Linked DNA regions of Mus musculus: all the other regions are linked to region 2. A link is a contact called in public Hi-C and HiChIP or PLAC-seq data. All regions are on one chromosome and are shown on one strand. The core of a region is the stretch at or near the end of the contact, and the rest is flanking DNA. Distances in the headings are between cores, read along the strand shown. Region 1 has its middle 33 kb from the start of Gm23311. Region 2 overlaps Nlrp1b (NLR family, pyrin domain containing 1B). Region 3 holds the start of Dhx33 (DEAH (Asp-Glu-Ala-His) box polypeptide 33).

Region 1 (2,700 bases), core at 113-2,612, 160 kb before region 2:
AAGTGTAGCATCCTTAGCAACCTGGTCTGCATAGTTATCACCTTGAGTCTGGGGCCTTTGATCTTTTCAGTGTCCAGGCCAGTGTATTATGGCCAGTTCAGCTGGAAGTCAAATAGTCTCCAGCATTTCATACTTATTTTCAATATTCCTTCCTTCTGAACTGAGTGTGATGGTTTGAATATGCTTGGCCCAAGGAGTGGCACTATTAGGAGGTGTAGCCTTGTTGGAGTGATTGTATCACTGTGGCTGTGGGCTTTAATATCCTCATCCTAGCTGTCTGGAAGTCAGTCTCCTCCTGTTTGCCTTTGGAACAAGATGTAGAGCTCACAGTTCCTCCTACACCATGCCTGCTTGAATGCTGTCATGCTTCTGCCTTGATGATAATGGACTGAACCTCTGAACCTCTAAACCAGCCCCAGTTCAATGTTGTTCTTTATAAGAATTGCCTTGGTCTAATCACAGCAGTAAAACCCTAACTCACTGAGTAAGCAAGCCCCTTTGTTTATAAAACTGTCCTGTGAACATGACCCAAGGCAAAGGCATACTGGTTATCAGTATAAGTGATTACCTTTTCCTCCTTAGCCTATCTTAAGGCCTGTGTCAGAGTGATTATTTCTGCTCTTTGGGCAGATGTGCCCCTACAGGCTTGTGGCCAGATGACCTCCTTTTGGCTTATGACTACCACTGCCCCTGCATATCTAGTTCCTTCCTGAATGAAGCTGCTACCATCTATATAGAGATTCACACGGATGTGGTGAGAGGGATGTCTATCAGGTCAATTCATGCAGTTTGAATGATGTCCAGCATCTCCAGGCAGTCATGGATGGGCTCCATAGGGTCATCATGCAATAGCAGGGTGGTGGGGTTAATGGCCAGGGCTTTGTCAAAAGTTAGTCTGTCCTTATCTAGGGGAAGGGCTTGATACTGAGTCAGATGACATTTGATATCCACTTGTCATATGCCGCAGAACCTCTGGGCCCCTTTGTCTGTGTGGAACGGGTCTCTGGGACAGGTGGGCAAAGTGTTGGATGGAATGACAGACAGAAGCACACAGGAGAGGTTGTGTAGAATCTGAATGTAATTTGTCAAATCGAGCATCAAACTTTTTATACAGAAGAAAATAAGGAAGTTGGGTGACACACCAGCAAGGTACAAAGAGGTTACTGGATTCTTTTACAAAACAGAGGAATACAAACACAGAAGGTCTAACAGGAACCACCTGGGATAGAATTCATTGTTAACAACTGGGATCAAAAGGAGCTCCACCTAAGATTCACTTAATCTTAGAAGCCAGGGTCAAGGGCTTTTTGCCCTTGCCATAGCTCCTATTTTAGTCTATTGTATAGTCCATTTCCCCCCTAGGCCATTGTAAATACGTGTGTATGGGTGTAACTAAGCTATCTATAGTTCTAAGTATCTATTCTGGTTCCTCTTTAGGTCTCAAACTTCCTTCTTCCTAGATGATGGTAAATTTCTGTGTAGGGCAGTGACTTAGCTTTTATTAGAGGCAATTCTGAATGTCACTGAATAGGCAACATTCTTACTGAATTCTAAACCCATGGTCAGTTCAAGGACTTTCTAGGACATTGGACACTGGTGAAGGTTTAGCTATGTCAGAATTTAATCTTAAAAGGCACTTATAATAAGACACTACTAAAAGAGAGCTCGTGGATCCATACACCAGACTAATGTGGGAATAGAATATGAGTATATCAGTTAAAGAGAATGCCAGACTCCAGGAGTGAGTTTCCGTGAAACTCTTCTGCCTCTTGAGTAGCTTCCAAACTTCTCGGCCTGTCAAGCTGACTTGACCAGAGTGTGAGGCAGTCATACTGTTTCCTTTCTCTCCACTGATGGTACCTTGGTGCTACTAAAAGATCCTGGCAGAATGTAAAAGGACACAGAAGCCCTGAAGTTGGCAAGATAGACGTCAGTGTTAGCAGAACTAGCTTCACTGATGTAGAAAAATAGAGGTGCACAATGCTCTGGCCACTCCTTGTGTGTCTGCCAATGTTCTGACCAGGTGTGTGCCCATTGCTGCACCTTCATTAGACTCTTTCCTTGTACCCCTCCCATACCCATTTCTTGAGAATAGACATTGTTTAGATCTGGAAATCCCCTACTCTCTCCCTTCTCCTTTCCCCCCTGAGGGCCTATAAAAACTGGGACCTCTTTCCCCTCGAGGTCGACTCCTCTACCCCTGCGTGGGATATGAGTCGTCCCCAGAGCTCTGGCTTTCCCCGAATAAAGCCTCATGTGGTTTGCAACAAGCTCGGTCTATCGTGAGTTCTTGGGTGTCCGCTATTGTCCTGAAGCCTGAGCGAGGGGCTCCTTTCGGAGTCTTTCACTACCAGCACATGGCTCAGGGGAAGCATAAGTCTGGAATGGGGGTCCACAGTCTGTGTCTTCCTTTTCTGGACTGGAAGGGGAAACAGCAGGGTCTGGGAATGAATGCTGTGGTTTCTGGTCTCCTCTCTGGGTACCCAAGTGCTACCCCTCAGGGTCTCTGTGATGTTAATGTCAGGCAGAGAGGGGAGGCAGAGCCCAGGACAAGCAGAACCAGTCTGATTTGGAGTGAATGCCAAGAGTACAGGAGTGGGTGGAGGGGACAAAGCCTTCCTCAGGCATCTTAGGTATGGCTCTTTAGTTGAAGGCCTTCCCAGAGGTAAGCAGCTAAATGAAACAGCTCTCTGAGACAAT
Region 2 (2,700 bases), core at 181-2,680:
AGACCGCATTCTCAAATGAGCAAGGCAGGGGTCAATAATGCAAGCACCTGTGTGGGAGAACACAAGTTAGAAGGGTGTCCAGGAGATGTCACCACCCTATCCTGCACAAATGTACAAATCAACCACCTTGCCTCATTTAGACAGATGTTGTGTTCAAGAAATCTAGATATATCACTGTGTGTCATGTTCCCCAGGCCATAGATGATGAAGAAATGAAGTTTCAGTTTGTGAGAATAAACAAGCCACCCCCAGTAGACAATCTTTTCATTGGCTCCCGCTACATTGTGTCTGGTTCTGAGAACCTGGAAATCACCCCAAAGGTGAGCATTGGGTGTTTGCTACCTGTGGGGGTCTGATGCCAGTCTTGGGAAACCTGTGGGGTAGATTGGAAGGCTTTGCAGCAAACTAAGACTGGGGATGAAACAATTGGGATCTCAACAAGCAAAACACTTAACATGAAAGTTAGGTAGAGTTTTAAGGAAGCACACAGCGTTGCATACGAGGCCTGGGGAAGAGAAGGACTAAATTCAATTTGACACAGAGATGCGTCCTGCTAAACATGGGGAGAAGAAGCCTAGGCTGAGAATGTGTGAGCAGGAATTTCAGGATGAGCACTCGCTCATCCGTGGCTGTTATGGTTTGAATCTGAAATGTCTCCTACAGTCATTTAAATGCTTAAACACTGGGTCCTCAGATGGTGGTAATATTTGGGAAATTTGTAGAAACAAAAGATGTGTGACATGGGAGTTAGAACAAGGTCTTTAGTGGCAAGCCATGAGGTTTATAACCATGCCCAGGTCCCCACTTCACACAGGCCAATTCCTGGTCCTCTGGGGTATAATCAGCTCCTGCCACAAATAACTGAGCCCCAAATTCAATCAATAAATAATAGGGAACCAGGTTTCAGTATCAACCCCTCCCCCTACATGCTGGGTACTCTGCCATCTGAGTAAAGATGTGTGTTCATAGGCTGTGGATCACCTCAGTGCAAAAGAGAGTCAGTATCTAATGTAATGTGCAAGATCAAGAAAGTTTGTGAGTGGGGCCATCCCTGCCTCACAAAATGAGCAAGAAATTCTCACACAGGAACTCTCCCCCTCCCCCTCCCCCTCCCCCTCCCTCCCCCTCTCCCTCCCCCTACCTCTCCCCCTCGCCCTTCCTGTCCCTTTCCCTAGGAACTGGAGCTGTGCTACAGGAGCAGCAAGGAATTCCAACTCTTCTCTGAGATATACGTTGGAAACATGGGTTCAGAGATTAAGCTGCAAATCAAAAACAAAAAGCACATGAAACTCATATGGGAAGCCTTGCTGAAACCAGGTAAAACAAGTGTAGGCCAGAGACCCTAAGGATTGAAGAAAGGCAATGATTAGGGAGAGGTGTACTTTCATTATTTCTTAGTGCCACAAGAAAGCAAGATCGGTTTTGTGGTTTTGCAAGATCTATAAGAGGTTGTGTAAGCATAGTTTACACTGTGACACTGTAACAGTCATCACTTCGAACTTCTGACAAATATATTAGAAAAAACTACAATTTTGAAGAATAAAAGATTCCTTTGATTTGAGGTCTTAGAACCAAGTGTCAGTCCACAGTAGGCTGCCTCCATCTCTTTGAGCCTATAGGAAATTGGTATCACAGAAGTGGGAGCTTCCATGTGAGAAAGAAGGCTGATCTGTGCTCTTTCCAAAGAAGAGAGGAAGTGAGAAAGAGAGGGAAGGAAAAGGAGGAAGTGAAGGTGAGAAAAGGAGAAGAGGAAAACTCCATTCAGTGCGTTCTCTCCCTGACATGCCCAGTGACTGTCCTCCTCTTACTGTACACTCTGATATGATTCTCTTTCCATTCTCAGTACTCACTCCATGATGAGAGCATTGGTGTGTGGCTTCATTCATAGACTCACAATACTCAAGATGAAGTCACCTTTGAATACTGCTGCAGGACCATGTGATCATTTTTAAGGGAACACATCCTATGCAAAGCACCATGACCCTAAGCCCTGTTTTCTCCAACCTGTATTCTCTTACTGCTTCCAAAGTCCTGAAAGTGACAGATGGAGGTGCACAAAGATCTGACTCCAATTCACATAACAGATAAGCTATAACATGAAGGAATTTTGCCAACATGAGATACGCTATCTTAAACCTATACATAATGTGTATTAATAAATTACTTTACCAATTTTATGCATACATACAATGCATTAGGGTCACTCCACCTTAAAAAAGTTAAACAGTATAAAAGAAAGAAAGAAAGAAAGAAAGAAAGAAAGAAAGAAAGAAAGAAAGAAAGAAAGAAAGAAAGAAAGAAAGAAAGAAAAAAGAAAGAAAGAAAGAAAGAAAGAAAGAAAGAAAGAAAGAAAGAAAGAAAGAAAGGAAAGCCCTCTCTTCTCTCCCTCTACTCCTGCCATTTTTGCTTCTTTTCTATAAATCTCTATGCCACATTCAAAGGGGTTTTCTTTGTCTCCCAGAGTTTAAATTTGATCATCTCTGTGACCAAGAATTTTGTACTATCCTGAAGAACATAATGATCTCACCAGCAGGTATACAGATGGAATATTTACTCCCCTCTGACCCAAAAATTTATTATTTCTCAGTAATTTAGCAGTAACTGCACTGTCCCTGTGAACTGCTTAACAATAGATAGTTGATTGAAAGTCCAGAGGCAGGAGTTGTTGGTGCTATGACTTCATGATGGCCATGGAAATAC
Region 3 (2,700 bases), core at 76-2,575, 160 kb after region 2:
TTTTTTTTTTTTTTTTTTACAAAACAAACAAAAAAAAAACAGGTCTGCATACCAAATTTGATGGATAGCCTTCACATGAGTTGAGAATTATAGAACGCCACATTCTGTATAAGAAACACAATCCGGGGGCTGGTGAGATGGCTCAGTGGGTAAGAGCACCCGACTGCTCTTCCAAAGGTTGGAAGTTCAAATCCCAGCAACCACATGGTGGCTCACAACCATCCAACCAATAAGATCTGACTCCCTCTTCTGGAGTGTCTGAGGACAGCTACAGTGTACTTACATATAATAAATAAATAAATAAATCTTTAAAAAAAAAAAAAAAAGAAACACAATCGGGGACAGCGAGGGCACTGAGAACCCTACGGGTTCCAAACACATGGAGGCTCAACTGGCTGTAACTCCAATTCCAGGGAATCCAACACCCTCTTCTGACCTCCATGTGAGCATTGCAAGCAAGTAGTGCAGGAACATACTCCCAAACAAAACGCCCACACCCTCCAAAGATGAAAAAGCAAAGGTAACCACCCATTCACTCTGTGCCTGTCTTTCTGTGTTGAATTAGCAAAGCATCTAAGAGCTTGTAATTGAACAGGAAGGAAGAACTGGTTATGTACAAGTTTTCTGCAGGAGTAGTGAATACTCGCACTGATTAAGGTGTATACAATAGGGCTGAAAAGCTGTGTAAAGATTGAAAATCTAGTAGGAATGACTGGGAGGTGAGTTAAGGCAATTTTAGTTCCACTCATTTTCTTTTTTATTTCTGCTTGTATTTTTTGAGCCTATCACTTTGTGGGGAAATTACATGATATCAGAATCATAGAATTCACCTTTCCGTAACTGAAGATACTCACTAGTAGCATTTTCAAAATTCTTTGCAGCATCCGAAATGACTTTAGTCTCAGAAAATTTCACTTTCTACATTTATAAATCGGAGCTACCAGTGGGTACCTTAAAACGTACATTGTTTAGAAGAGTAAATGTTTGTGTTCCTCGTTAGATTTACAGAAATAAGTAATTGCCTTAAAACGTGACTATTGTTGGAGCCCGAGATGGGACAGTCATTTTTATTGGATAGAAATGAGAGTTTAGGACAACGTCATTACGCAACAAGACCCTAGGGAACCACACAGCTATCGTCCCCTGTTGTTACTCGGGCCGTTTTTTCGGTCGCACCTCCGACCTTGCTCTCACAGGATGTAAATGCACAGCGCATGCTGGGAATTGCAGTTCCTTTCCTCAAGGCAGGAGGCGGCTGTGAGGTCATCGGTGGTCGCCCAGCACGCCTGCACGTGGCGAGAAAGGGGCGGTGCGCGCTTGCTGTCCCCAGCCGAGCGGAACTGTCTGCGTCCCTGCCTCCGGCCGCGGTCCTCCCGACATGCCGGAGGAGGCGAGCCTCCCGCCCGCTAAGAGATTCCGGCCGGGCTCCTGCCCTCCCGGGAGACGAGTAGTGATGCTGTTGACGGCTGGCGGCGGCGGCGGAGCTGGAGGAGGCCGGAGGCAGACGCCGCCGCTGGCCCAGCCTTCGGCCAGTCCCTACCGCGAGGCCCTGGAGCTGCAGCGCCGGAGTCTGCCCATCTTCCGGGCGCGGGGGCAGCTATTGGCTCAGCTCCGAAACCTGGACAACGCGGTCCTCATCGGTGAGTGGCGGCTTTGGTGGATCTTCCTTGCTCTAGATCCCTGGCTCTGTGCACGAGGGCGGGGTTTCTTAGGGGCTTCTCACTTTCTTTGCGTTGGTTTCTTCCACAAACTTGAAAGGGTTTCAGTGCCCGGTGTGGACAGGGACCTCTGGAAAGAGGCGGACAGAGTTACCCTGCCGGCGCTGACCGCGCTCTGTGAGTTTGAGGATATTCGCCTTCCGTGACGAGGCGTGGGGAGCATATCGGAGGCTCTCAGAGAGCTTTGCAGGATGGGCCTCACCAAGGCTTTTGAGGAGGCAGCTGCGGAGCGGGTCCCTGGGGACCGGCATTCTAAGCGAGGACGGAGAGACTGGCGCCAGAAAGAATTCAGTTGGCGAGAACCAATTTCTTGTGTACGAGAAGAACTTGGCAGTGTTCGAAGGCAGGGACTGACTTCTAGTGGCTTTGCTACAGTATTGACGATAGAGGAGTTCCCGAAGGAATGTCATAAGCGAGAAAGAGACTGGAGTACTGGCAGTCAGTGGAATAGAGTGCTAAGGAGGGAAGTTCCATAACAATATGTAGACATGGTGGGGCGTGGGAGTGCACGTTGGATATGTAGTATTGATTGCAACTCCCACTAAGAATTTTTTCAAAATAACTTTAAGAACAGATCTGGCGTTGGACTGAGGAGTAATTAGGAGGTGAAAGAATGAAGGCAGTGGAAACAGGTTTCTGCTTTGGCCAACCAAGGGAAGCTGAGGCACTTGTAAATAGTCACAGATTTTGGCGAACTGAGCAGAGAGGACACTGAAGATAGATAGAACTAATGGATCAAAGTTTAGGAAATTTCAGAGATGGGGGCGCAGTGCCGGGCATCAGGAGTTATGGAGAGCCCACCTGGCACAGGAGAAAGGCTGTCTCTTTTGAAGTCACATTTGAGAAGATCCAAGAGTTCTGAGGAAAACAAAAGTTCCAGAGCCTCAAGTAGGCTTTTGGGGAGATGGAGACGGAAGACAGGCTGCAAAAACAGGAACAAGATGGACTGTAAAGCTGATGCCCAGGTGAATTTTGTCCCTCT

Evidence for each region. Hi-C and Micro-C count contacts between places; a contact is called where the count stands out from the background. HiChIP or PLAC-seq counts read pairs in DNA pulled down with a chosen protein or histone mark.
Region 1: a contact with region 2 is called in a Hi-C map of bone marrow-derived macrophages, with 34 read pairs. The contact joins two enhancer-like sites. A contact is called at or near these places in 1 of 15 datasets of contacts at CTCF or cohesin (pro-B cells) and 2 of 484 Hi-C or Micro-C datasets (the CH12 cell line and bone marrow-derived macrophages).
Region 3: a contact with region 2 is called in an H3K4me3 HiChIP or PLAC-seq map of bone marrow-derived macrophages, with 5 times the contacts expected there. The contact joins the promoter of Dhx33 here to the enhancer-like site in region 2. A contact is called at or near these places in 3 of 39 promoter capture datasets (the 3T3-L1 cell line, the C10 cell line and cranial neural crest), 1 of 115 datasets of contacts at active chromatin or transcription factors (bone marrow-derived macrophages) and 3 of 9 other capture datasets (adipose tissue, liver and pancreatic islet).

What each region holds. Positions count from the first base shown.
Region 1 is chr11:71,319,718-71,322,417 of GRCm38.p6, reverse strand. No RefSeq gene overlaps it. Among named protein-coding and RNA genes, the nearest start is that of Gm23311, 33 kb to the right of the region's middle. Within about 2 kb of position 1,362, at least 6 of the 459 cell types and tissues checked have an H3K27ac peak or open chromatin away from gene starts, as enhancers often do. A contact at or near this core is called in bone marrow-derived macrophages, where this site is marked.
Region 2 is chr11:71,158,686-71,161,385 of GRCm38.p6, reverse strand. Nlrp1b (NLR family, pyrin domain containing 1B) reads left to right here. Exons shown (of 14, transcript NM_001162414.1): 10 at 195-320; 11 at 1,176-1,317. Among named protein-coding and RNA genes, the nearest start is that of Nlrp1a, 15 kb to the right of the region's middle. Within about 2 kb of position 1,430, at least 27 of the 459 cell types and tissues checked have an H3K27ac peak or open chromatin away from gene starts, as enhancers often do. A contact at or near this core is called in bone marrow-derived macrophages, where this site is marked.
Region 3 is chr11:71,003,057-71,005,756 of GRCm38.p6, reverse strand. Dhx33 (DEAH (Asp-Glu-Ala-His) box polypeptide 33) reads left to right here and starts at 1,325. Exons shown (of 12, transcript NM_178367.4): 1 at 1,325-1,640. The coding sequence starts at 1,379.